Regions from separate parts of the Oryctolagus cuniculus genome. Here region 2 is linked to region 1. Evidence: chromatin contacts called from public Micro-C data. All regions are on one chromosome and are shown on one strand. The core of a region is the stretch at or near the end of the contact, and the rest is flanking DNA. Distances in the headings are between cores, read along the strand shown. Region 1 holds the start of ZNF608 (zinc finger protein 608). Region 2 has its middle 650 kb from the start of ZNF608.

Region 1 (4,749 bases), core at 1,125-3,624:
GTTTTTTTTTTAAGAGAGAGAGAAAAGAGAGAGAGAGAGAGAGACAGAGGCGGGGGGGGGGGGGGTCCGAGACAAAACTTTCCCCAACTTGTGAGTGCGCCTCCGGCCCCGCACTCGAGCCCCGCGAGCAGCGAGCGAGGACCCCGCCGAGCGAGCCCCGGGCGCCCGCCGCCGCCGCCGCCGAGGCCCGCGGCGCCCGCACCGCGGCAAATTAGCGCCGGGGAAGAAAGCGAGGCCAGAAAGCCCTGAAAATCTGGGCTGGATTCCGCCTGTTAGCCGGGAAGTGGCATTTTTCCGCCCTTCCTGACAGATTTGATTTCTCCAACTAACTTAGGAGCCGAGGCGGGGGCGGCGGCGGAGGAGGAGGAGGAGGAGGAGGAGGAGGAAGGCGGGGGAGGAGCGCGGCCGCGGCGCGGGGCACAGGTGTGGGGGCTGGGGGCGGCGGCCGCGCGCGCCGAGGCGAGGGGGCGCGGCCCTCCCACCCGAGAGGATGTGGTGCTTTCCTCTTTTATGTTGTTTTAAGAAAAAGGAACCGAGTTCCCAGGATAGTCCCTGAGGGAGCGGGCGACGCGGGAGGAGGAGGAGGAGGGCGGCCTGTGTCGCTCCAGCCCATCGGTCATGTGGTAATTCGATAATTAGAGTCAGGAAAAAAAAATCTTTTTTTTTTTTTTTCAAGGCGACCTTTTCCAGGACACTTTTCCCCTCCTGGTACTCGGCCGGTGCGTGTCCCCGCGTGTCTCCTCCTCCTCCTCCTCTTCCTCCTCCCGCCGCCCCCGCCCGCGTCGAGTGGCGCGGAGCCCCGGCTTCGTCTTTTTAATTAGCCGGCGTCGGGAAAGCTAAAAGCAGTAATGAATCGGTGATGGATGGGGAGCGCGGGGTGGGGGGCTCCGCGGGAAGCGCGGGGCTGCGGGCGGGGGCGGCGGGCTCGCGGGGCGGCCAACCACCGCACCGGAGCGGGCCCGCCCGCGTCACGTGCGCGCCGCGGGCTCCATTGGCCGTCGTGAGAGCGAAAATGGTGACAAGGTATCAAGAAAATACTGATCTGGTCTTTAAAAAAACACACACACACACACACACACACACAACCAGTCAGCTGCTGACGGTCTGTCCCCGCGCTCGCCCCCGCGCCGGGGCGGCCCGCACGTGCTGCGGGCTTCCCCCGCACCCACCCGAGCCCCGCACCCACCCGAGCCCCGCGTCCTGGGGTCTGCCCGGGGCGCGGGGAGCCCAGCAGATGTTTTGCAGAAACACCTTATAAACCTTTCCTCAACTTCGCTCCAATTTGTCGGCCGGGGCCGGGGGCTGCTCGGGGGCGTTTGAGGGGCTCCCCACCCCCACACTGCCACCCCACCGCCCTCGTAGGAAACAAAGAACCGTCTCGCGAGCTCCCGGGCCGAGCCCGGGAATAAACACACCGTTGTTACTATTTGTGGGTTTGTTTGGGTTGGGTGGGGCCTTTTTTTTTTTTTTCCTCTCTTCCTTTCTCAATGGTATTTGGAGGGCTTGCTTGCTTTTTTTTTTTTTTTTTAAGAGGTGGAAAAAACGGTCCTCATCACCATTGCACTGGGACACGGGTCTGAGATTAAATTATTGGACACTGGGACGTGGCAGGGGGACAGAGACCCGGCTGGGTCCCCTCCCCCTTCTCCGGGCTCGGCCTGGGGAGGGGGCTGCCCCAGCCGGGACAGCAGAGGGAGGGCGCAGGCGGGCGAGAGGACTGACCCTGTGGCCCGGGACCTGGAGCTGCGTGGCTTCCATCGTCCTGCGGGTTGCAGCCCCGCAAGGGCAGCTCGCTGCAAGTCCCCCCGAGCGCCCGGAGGAGCGGAACTGCGTGAGGTTCAACTCACGCTGCAGCCTCCGCTGGGTAACACGGCTCCCCGGCCCGGGCTGCTGCAGAGGCGCAAGCCGGACCCTGGGGCCAGCTCCGCCTTCCAAGCACTCCCCTGCCTCCAGTCCCCGCTAAGCGCCAGAGAGAGAGAAGAGACACACCACGCAACCGTACTTACGGTCTGTCTGGCACCGAGTTGACCTTTTCCTTCTAACTGCATTGAATGTGTGTGGTGGTGGTGGTGGTGGCGGCCGCTTTATTTTGGAAATTCTAATCTCTTCAACAAATTTATTAGGAAAGAAGATGGACCATCAGAGTGTCACAGACCGTCCTGTGTACTTTTTATAAAAAAAAATGTAAAGTTAAAAAAACAACAACAACAACGAAAAAAATCTTCCCCTCCCTCCCCCTGCCCCCAGTGCCTACACGCGCAACCGGCTTGGTGTGCAGCACCGAAATCTGGGCTGGAACTCAACGCACGCACACGCGGGGGAGCGCAGCAGAGCGAGCTCCCAGCCGCTGTACCTGAAAGGGACTTTTCTTTGTTCGCAGTGCCCTTTCGCATCGGGCCAATCAGAGAGCAGCTTTTATGAAACCGGGCCCTCCGATTGGCCGGCTGCTTTCTCGGGGCTACTGGAGGGGGCCGAGAGACACCCGCGTATAAAGCACACCCTGGGCGCGGGTGGGGTGCGCCGGGGGGGTGGGCTGTGCAGACAAAGCGCTTTCTTTTCCAACCAGATCGGGGGTGAGGAACCTCCCGCAGGAAGAGAAAAAAAAATGACTGCCTCATTCACAGAAAACACTTATTTATTAAAACACAGCTCCAACAGGCTGCGAGGCCAGGCTGCCGGTAAATGCAAGGGTGAGGGTGTGCAGGACGCAAAACGCGGTCGCTCGCGGGCAGCGGGAAGCCGAGGAGCGGCGAGCGCCCGGGGGCCGGCCCTTCCCGGCTCCGGGGGCTTGTAGCCCCGGCTCCCGACACGGATGCTGCGAGTCGCGGCTCGGGCCTCGCACCCTCCCCCACCGCAGGGTCCAGCCTGCAACTCCCCCCCCCCTTTTTTTTTTTAACTCGCTGATTAAATAAGAAAAATCGATTCGGGGGTAGAGGCGGTGGTTGGGGGAACCAGTAACCCTTTTGTTGCCAGGCTCCTGGTCCTCGAGCGCTGGCAACCATTGCAGCGCCACTCTGGGAAGAGATTTTCCCTGAACAAGGCTTTTCCACCTGGTCTTAGGCGGCTCCAAAAAAAAAAAGGCTGAAAGATAAAATAAAGCCCCAGCCAACCGAATTAACGCCAAAGGCCAGGATTATTTTTTTTTTAAATGAAAATCGATGGGTGGTAGAGAAATATTCTAGGCAGATTAACCCCTTAGACAAACCCAGGTGGCAATTTTTCAGTCGCCCTATCCTCGCCCCCAGATCTGTAACCCTATCTCGGGGTGGGGGTTAAGTCCTGGAAAGACCGGGACTGCAGCCCCTAGACAGGGAACTTCCTCTGGATTTATGGTGGGAGGAATGCCAGCAGCCGAGTTAATGGGACTGTGAGGTCACAGGATAAGAGAGGTTAATATGAAATAACAAGTTGAGCATTTTACTGTAATAGCTGTTCCAAGGGTACCTAAGCTAACGTGTTTATATATTTTAAACCTTTAGACCACATTTTAAATATTTCATTGCAATTTCCCATTCTTTTCTTCGGGAGATGGAATGTGGACATCTTAAAGCCAGAAAGTGCTGCGAATTTAATCAAAGGCATCAGGATCCCAGGTTTTGAAGGGGCGGGTACTGCTGGGACGGTAACTTCCACGGGACAGTGGAGGTGTCTACCTCACAGGGACACACAGAAGGCGTCAGTGCTGCCAGAAGAGGACCTGTGACTCCCGTGTTCAGCTGTGACTTTGTGGATGGTTATGTCTCGTATCTTAAGCAATGGCTACTGACTCACCTCTGAGCTTTCTATATATTTAGTCCATAAAAAAAATTGCCAATTAGCTGTTTCACTTCCTTACATGAACTAGATTTGACATCACAGGTTGTTACAAACAGCAGTCTCCAGCCTTTATTGGGGTATTTAAACCAGAGGAACACCATCTATAGGTCTTTAGATCTCCCCCAAGTCTATCTGTATTCAAATCAAAGCTGTACATTAAATGAAAGGGGACAAATCAGGTATCTGATATCCACTTATCCTTCATTTTAACTTTGATGTTTGTTTTATGTTCTGGTGTGCCCAGGTTTTTACATGCATGCATGGCCCATTGATGATAACAAAGCACCATATGGTGGTATTTTTTTTTTTTTAACTTTTTTCTTTGAGAAGACTAGTTTCTCAAAGGACCAGATCACTCTTGGGCACTTCCTGAGTCCCTGGGGTGTCATCTACATTTCAGCCTTTGGAAGCCGATGGCTACTCCATATGTTATACTAGTTTAGAAAAATCAATGACTGGCTCTTAAAACAACAGGACTTCAAAGGGCATTTGGAAAAAAAAAAATGAGACCTAGTGAAGTTGGAAAAGGGCCTGCCACATAGATTTAATATAACTACAACCAAGCCATGTCCTCTATACCCAGTCTGATCTCCCCAGACCCCAAACATCACACCTCTGCATAAACCCCACTGGCCAAAACTGCAGGACAAGTACACAACTCCAGCCCGTCTTTAACCCAAACCACTTTGATAAAAATCAAAGCATTCCCTTCCATTCCAGCATCTAGGATCTCCACTTACACCCCATCCCCCACTCTCCGGCCTCCCAAATTCTTCCAGGAGAGTTTTGAATAAACCAGAGTTGTTCCGCTGGCTTTGCCTGTGTGTGTGTTTTGTTTTGTTTGACAAAGGGGCCAATCCAGAGGCATCAGAGGACTACCAGCTAACTGATGACTGAAACCAAGATAATTGACAGCCAGCTTTGAAAACCGGA
Region 2 (4,501 bases), core at 580-3,079, 650 kb after region 1:
AGTACCACAGAGCTTCAGGGTGTGTGTGCCACAGGACACAGGAGTCAACCAGGGAGGAAGGACTTTATTGTTCTTGGGATTTTATTATCAAATGCCATACATTTATTGAAAGGCCAGGTATGAAGGCCCCACTACTGCCACATTAGATTACGCTTTCCTTTTCTTAGTAACTCAGCAAAAATCTTTTAGGTAAGAAATTCTGCTTGTTGACTTTGAAGGTTACATTAACCCTGAGAAATTAAGTCATGCATATCCCTCAATTGTAACATCCAGTAGGTACAGTTTTTTGTCTTCTAGTCTTATGAAACTCCAACTAAAAATGGAATGACAAATAAAAATGTATTACATATGCATAGAGATCCATTAAAAAGTTTTCTCTAAATTTGATTTTTAAAAATCACCCAACTACCAAGGTCATGACTATAGCAACCAAAAGACTGGATTCCAACAGTTGCATGGGTTTCGCTGGGAAGTCAACTGGGGCATCAGAGATTAAAGCAATGATTTAGAAAACGTAAAGGCCTGGTGGTAGATTGCCACTTTTCTTTCCTCTTTTCCATTCCAGAGTGAAAGGGAAACAGCAATAATGTTTTCAACTTGAAAAAGAGGTTTTTTTTTTTGTTTTTTGTGTTTTTTTTTTGTTGTTTGTTTGTTTTGTTTTGTTTTGTTTTTTGGTCTTGGAAATGTATGTCAACTATGGGGGAGGGGAATTTCACCCGGGGGCAGTTTACACACAAAGCTGTAAGCACACGGGAACAGTCATCAAAATGAGGTCCTATCCACAAGAAACCTGGTCGGCACCTGCCATGTGCCAGCCCCTCCCCCACGCCACATTCCCAGTTGCATGTCCAAGGGGCTGTCTTGAGTAAGGGACGGAGGTCTTCGGTTTTCTGACTGTGCCAAGGAAAGACTTATCCTGTGCCAGCACTCCTTCTGCCACCCTCTGGGGAACTGAACTAAAAGCTGAACTTGTCTCCTTTAGGATCAAGAGCGACACCAGTAATTAACACAAGATGTTGTTGCTCCACGGTTTACCTTGTTCCCCATTCTCTCTGCTAATGGGTTCTGCTCATGAACTTCAATCTTAACAACCCTGCAAACGAAGTTATCACCGCTACGCCTACCTATGTAGACAGAGAGAGCAGCGATTTGCTCACGAGTGCCACGCTGGCGAAAGGTAAAATGTGGCATAAAACCTAGAAGCAACCCTGGATCCCATGCCCTCATCCAGTGCACAAAATCTGGCCAGGTCCAAGCAGGACACACATTTTTGATGGCTATGGCGTAGGGGAGGTGGCCACTCACCAGTCTGCTCAGCCAGCTGTTTTCCCTGGGCGTGCAACAGATCGTGTTTAAGGTCAACTGGTTTTCACCTGCCTCGACTCCAGCGATTTACAATTATTTCTTTATTAAGAAAACGCTCAGTGTGTGAATGGTCCCTCTGAAAAAGTGCCAACAGAGAGGCCTTGTCAGTTTTTTGGCAGAGACGCATCTAAACACATAAAAACAAGTTTAAACACCATCATTTATGCATAATTCTTTCTTGGCATCATCCCTCACTTGCCACAATTTGCAGCCAGAAAACACTTATTTCTACTTTCCTTTCTGTAGGAAGAATCCGGCCTTAAGTGGATCTAATTCCTTCCCAGAAGAGAAACAGCCTTGTCAGGACATGGCGGGGGTGCGCTGCGTGCCTCCGAGACATCAAGGTTCCATTGACGGCACAGCTGCGCCGACTCGGAAAGCTGGGGCCCAGCCAGAGCACCGTGCCCACTGAGAGCTGCAGTCTGCAATGATAAACACACAGCTGCCTTCGGCGAGGGCCACGGGCATAATCAATGGCCCCGTCTCCAGCAGAGCCTGCGCAAATCGTGACTGCGATGGCCGTGCGTTGAATATCACACAACGTGTGCCAAGCGGGGAGCTGTCCCCAGGGGGAGGGGAGGGGAAGACAGAGGCCACTGCAGAGAGAGGACCCGCAAGGATCTGCTTTGCCGCTGATTTACTGCCTCGGAGCCCTCTTGCTGCAAAGAGTTCATAAGGCCTGTGATCTGAGTGCTTGCCCACGGGACCACAATAACATTTATCTAGCATAAATTAATGTGTTTCAACCACTAATTCAATTTGGCTGTCTCGTTCCTCTGGTTTTGGCAAAGCCCAGCCCTGCTGTCATTCGGTCACCCGGTGACTCCCACGCAATGGCTGTGTCTGCTAAACAGTCACACTCCACCAGGAACAAAGAGTCGCCATAAAAATACACCTCCCGAGCGCATTTGGAGCTGTGCTAATTGAAACTTCCTCTTTGGAGAAGGCTGATCAAAACCAGCTGTAGGAGTCAAACAGGAACAGATTTCCACATCATAGGGAGAGGCCAGCGGATTCAGCGAGAGCTGCCTGGGAGTCGGGCGGGCATTCCAGCCTGCACAAACGCTCCTAATTGGCTCCTGGCACGTTGCAGAGAGCGTGTGACCCGAGCCCGCAGAGCTGCGGGGACCAGCTTCTCCAGATGACAGGAAGAAAGAACCCAGGACTGCAGTTCTCATAAAATCCACAGCAGTGAGCATTCCCAAGGAACACGTGCGAACCCCCACCAAAGCTCAGGGTGTCAGGAAACGCTTAGGAAGTGGCATAGTGTTCTGGGGACGGCGATCCAAGAGCTGAAGGGTCTTCATTGCTAAGAGCGCCTTTTAAGAACAGAAACAAAACCTCCACCTCGCAGAGGAGCAAACGAAATTCAAGTAAGAAACAAAAACCTGGAGAATCACAAAAAACAAGGACTGCACTTTAAGATCACACACGAGCTGCCCCTTCCTCTTCGGTGCCTTGGGACTTTTCTCTCCCCAGACATAATGGCTGCTTTCTGCCAACAAGCACAGAAGAGAATGCACGCCCCAGTTTAGCAGAAAACGTGCAATAACCATGCATTTTCCCTGTTAGCTTTACTATAAGGCGGTTTGGCCATTGCTAAAGGAAGGAGTCACCAATATGTCAATGGCATAATCCACCCATCAAGTATGTGAAGTTTATTTAATTTAGATAATCAGATTGCCTGGAAATATTATAGGCAAGTTTTTCTTTATATCACTTTAAGTATCATATAAACTAGCAAGGATCGCTGGTCTTTGATTTATTTACTCATCAGTTTAGCATAGTGTCTAGTTTTGTAGCAACGCCACAATGATTCCTACAGATCAAGGGAGGGGAGGGTTATTTAAGTGGATGCTGACAGTGTCATTACACCTCACCTGCAAAAGAGTGCGAGGAATTGTATGTAGCATATGAATGATGATGGCTGTTTTGGAGAATATAATTATAACTCAAGAAATAATAGCGTGAAAGTTGAAAATGTGCTCCGTCTCCCCCTCCTCCCCAAAACACACACGCACACGCACACACACACACACACACACACACACCTCTGGAATGCATTAGGTGGCTATCCACTCCTTATGTGTTTTTTGCCATCGCAAATACAACGTACTAAAACTCACTGGGTTTAAAAGCAAAACTAAACAAAACACCCACATAAAAGAAGAAATTACATGGAGACAAAGTGATGTGACTCTGTGCTGGCCTCATTTTTGTGCTCAAGAACTCACACGGAAGGTTTAACAGAGTGACCTACGACATGGCCTCTGGTGCGTGAGACGTGGGGTTCGGAATTTGTGAGGACAGCGATGGGAAGTATTCCTCAAGCTTCGTGATGGCTCAGATGACTTGTCAGATACTGACTCATCCTCAAGGCATCGTGCGACTCACACTTCAATGCTGTGCCCTTGACTTTACTTAGCTCGTTTGTCCCCGTGCGATAGGCACCGCAGAGTCTGTATTTAGTGCTCTTACAGTGTCAGAGGGTTCTGACGGGTTTGGAAGAATTTCTAAAGACAAGGTTAAATAATGAAAAAATTTAGCCAAACGCAACCACAACATTCTGATCTAAAATGGGGTCTAGGAAGGCAACCATTGACGCAGCTATATTATTTTTTAAAAAATTCAGACATGCTAAGTTCTCATGTGCATTGCTACCCAAACTGAGCTGCAAGTTAACTAGAACATTCTAATAAAAGAATATGCTTCATCTAGAAGTTTCCAACAGTCTTAGAGTTAAAACAACAAAAAACAAAATGACTTCCAGGTTTCGTATAATTGGAAACAGCGGAAAGCAGTCCCCTCAAAAGCAGTCGACAGACTCATTCCTTCCCTTCTGCCTCACCCTTGGCTCAGACCATCTTCCACGTAAGAACTGCAAGGCAGCCGTCCTCAAGACCCAGAGCGCACCAGCCTCTCCGACAGCCGCACAGCGCTACCTCCTTCTTTTACACTGCCGCTGACATGTGACCCAGAGCAGAAGGAGCTAGACAAGCCCAACGCCACAGAAACCCTACTGAGATGTGGGGTGACGTCACACATGTGCAGGTTCAGGAATAAGCAGAGAATTCATCTCAGGCCGGCAGCACTGCAGTCGACAAAACCTGCCCAGTCCTGGGGATGAGATTTAGGA

The links. Hi-C and Micro-C count contacts between places; a contact is called where the count stands out from the background.
Region 2: a contact with region 1 is called in a Micro-C map of ear pinna, with 6 times the contacts expected there. The contact joins the enhancer-like site here to the promoter of ZNF608 in region 1. A contact is called at or near these places in 2 of 6 Hi-C or Micro-C datasets (ear pinna and skin fibroblasts).

The regions. Positions count from the first base shown.
Region 1 is chr6:14,273,519-14,278,267 of mOryCun1.1, forward strand. ZNF608 (zinc finger protein 608) reads right to left here and starts at 2,375. Exons shown (of 10, transcript XM_070076059.1): 1 at 2,255-2,375; 2 at 2,007-2,166. The coding sequence starts at 2,048.
Region 2 is chr6:14,921,897-14,926,397 of mOryCun1.1, forward strand. No RefSeq gene overlaps it. Among named protein-coding and RNA genes, the nearest start is that of ZNF608, 650 kb to the left of the region's middle. Within about 2 kb of position 1,830, at least 4 of the 8 cell types and tissues checked have an H3K27ac peak or open chromatin away from gene starts, as enhancers often do. A contact at or near this core is called in ear pinna, where this site is marked.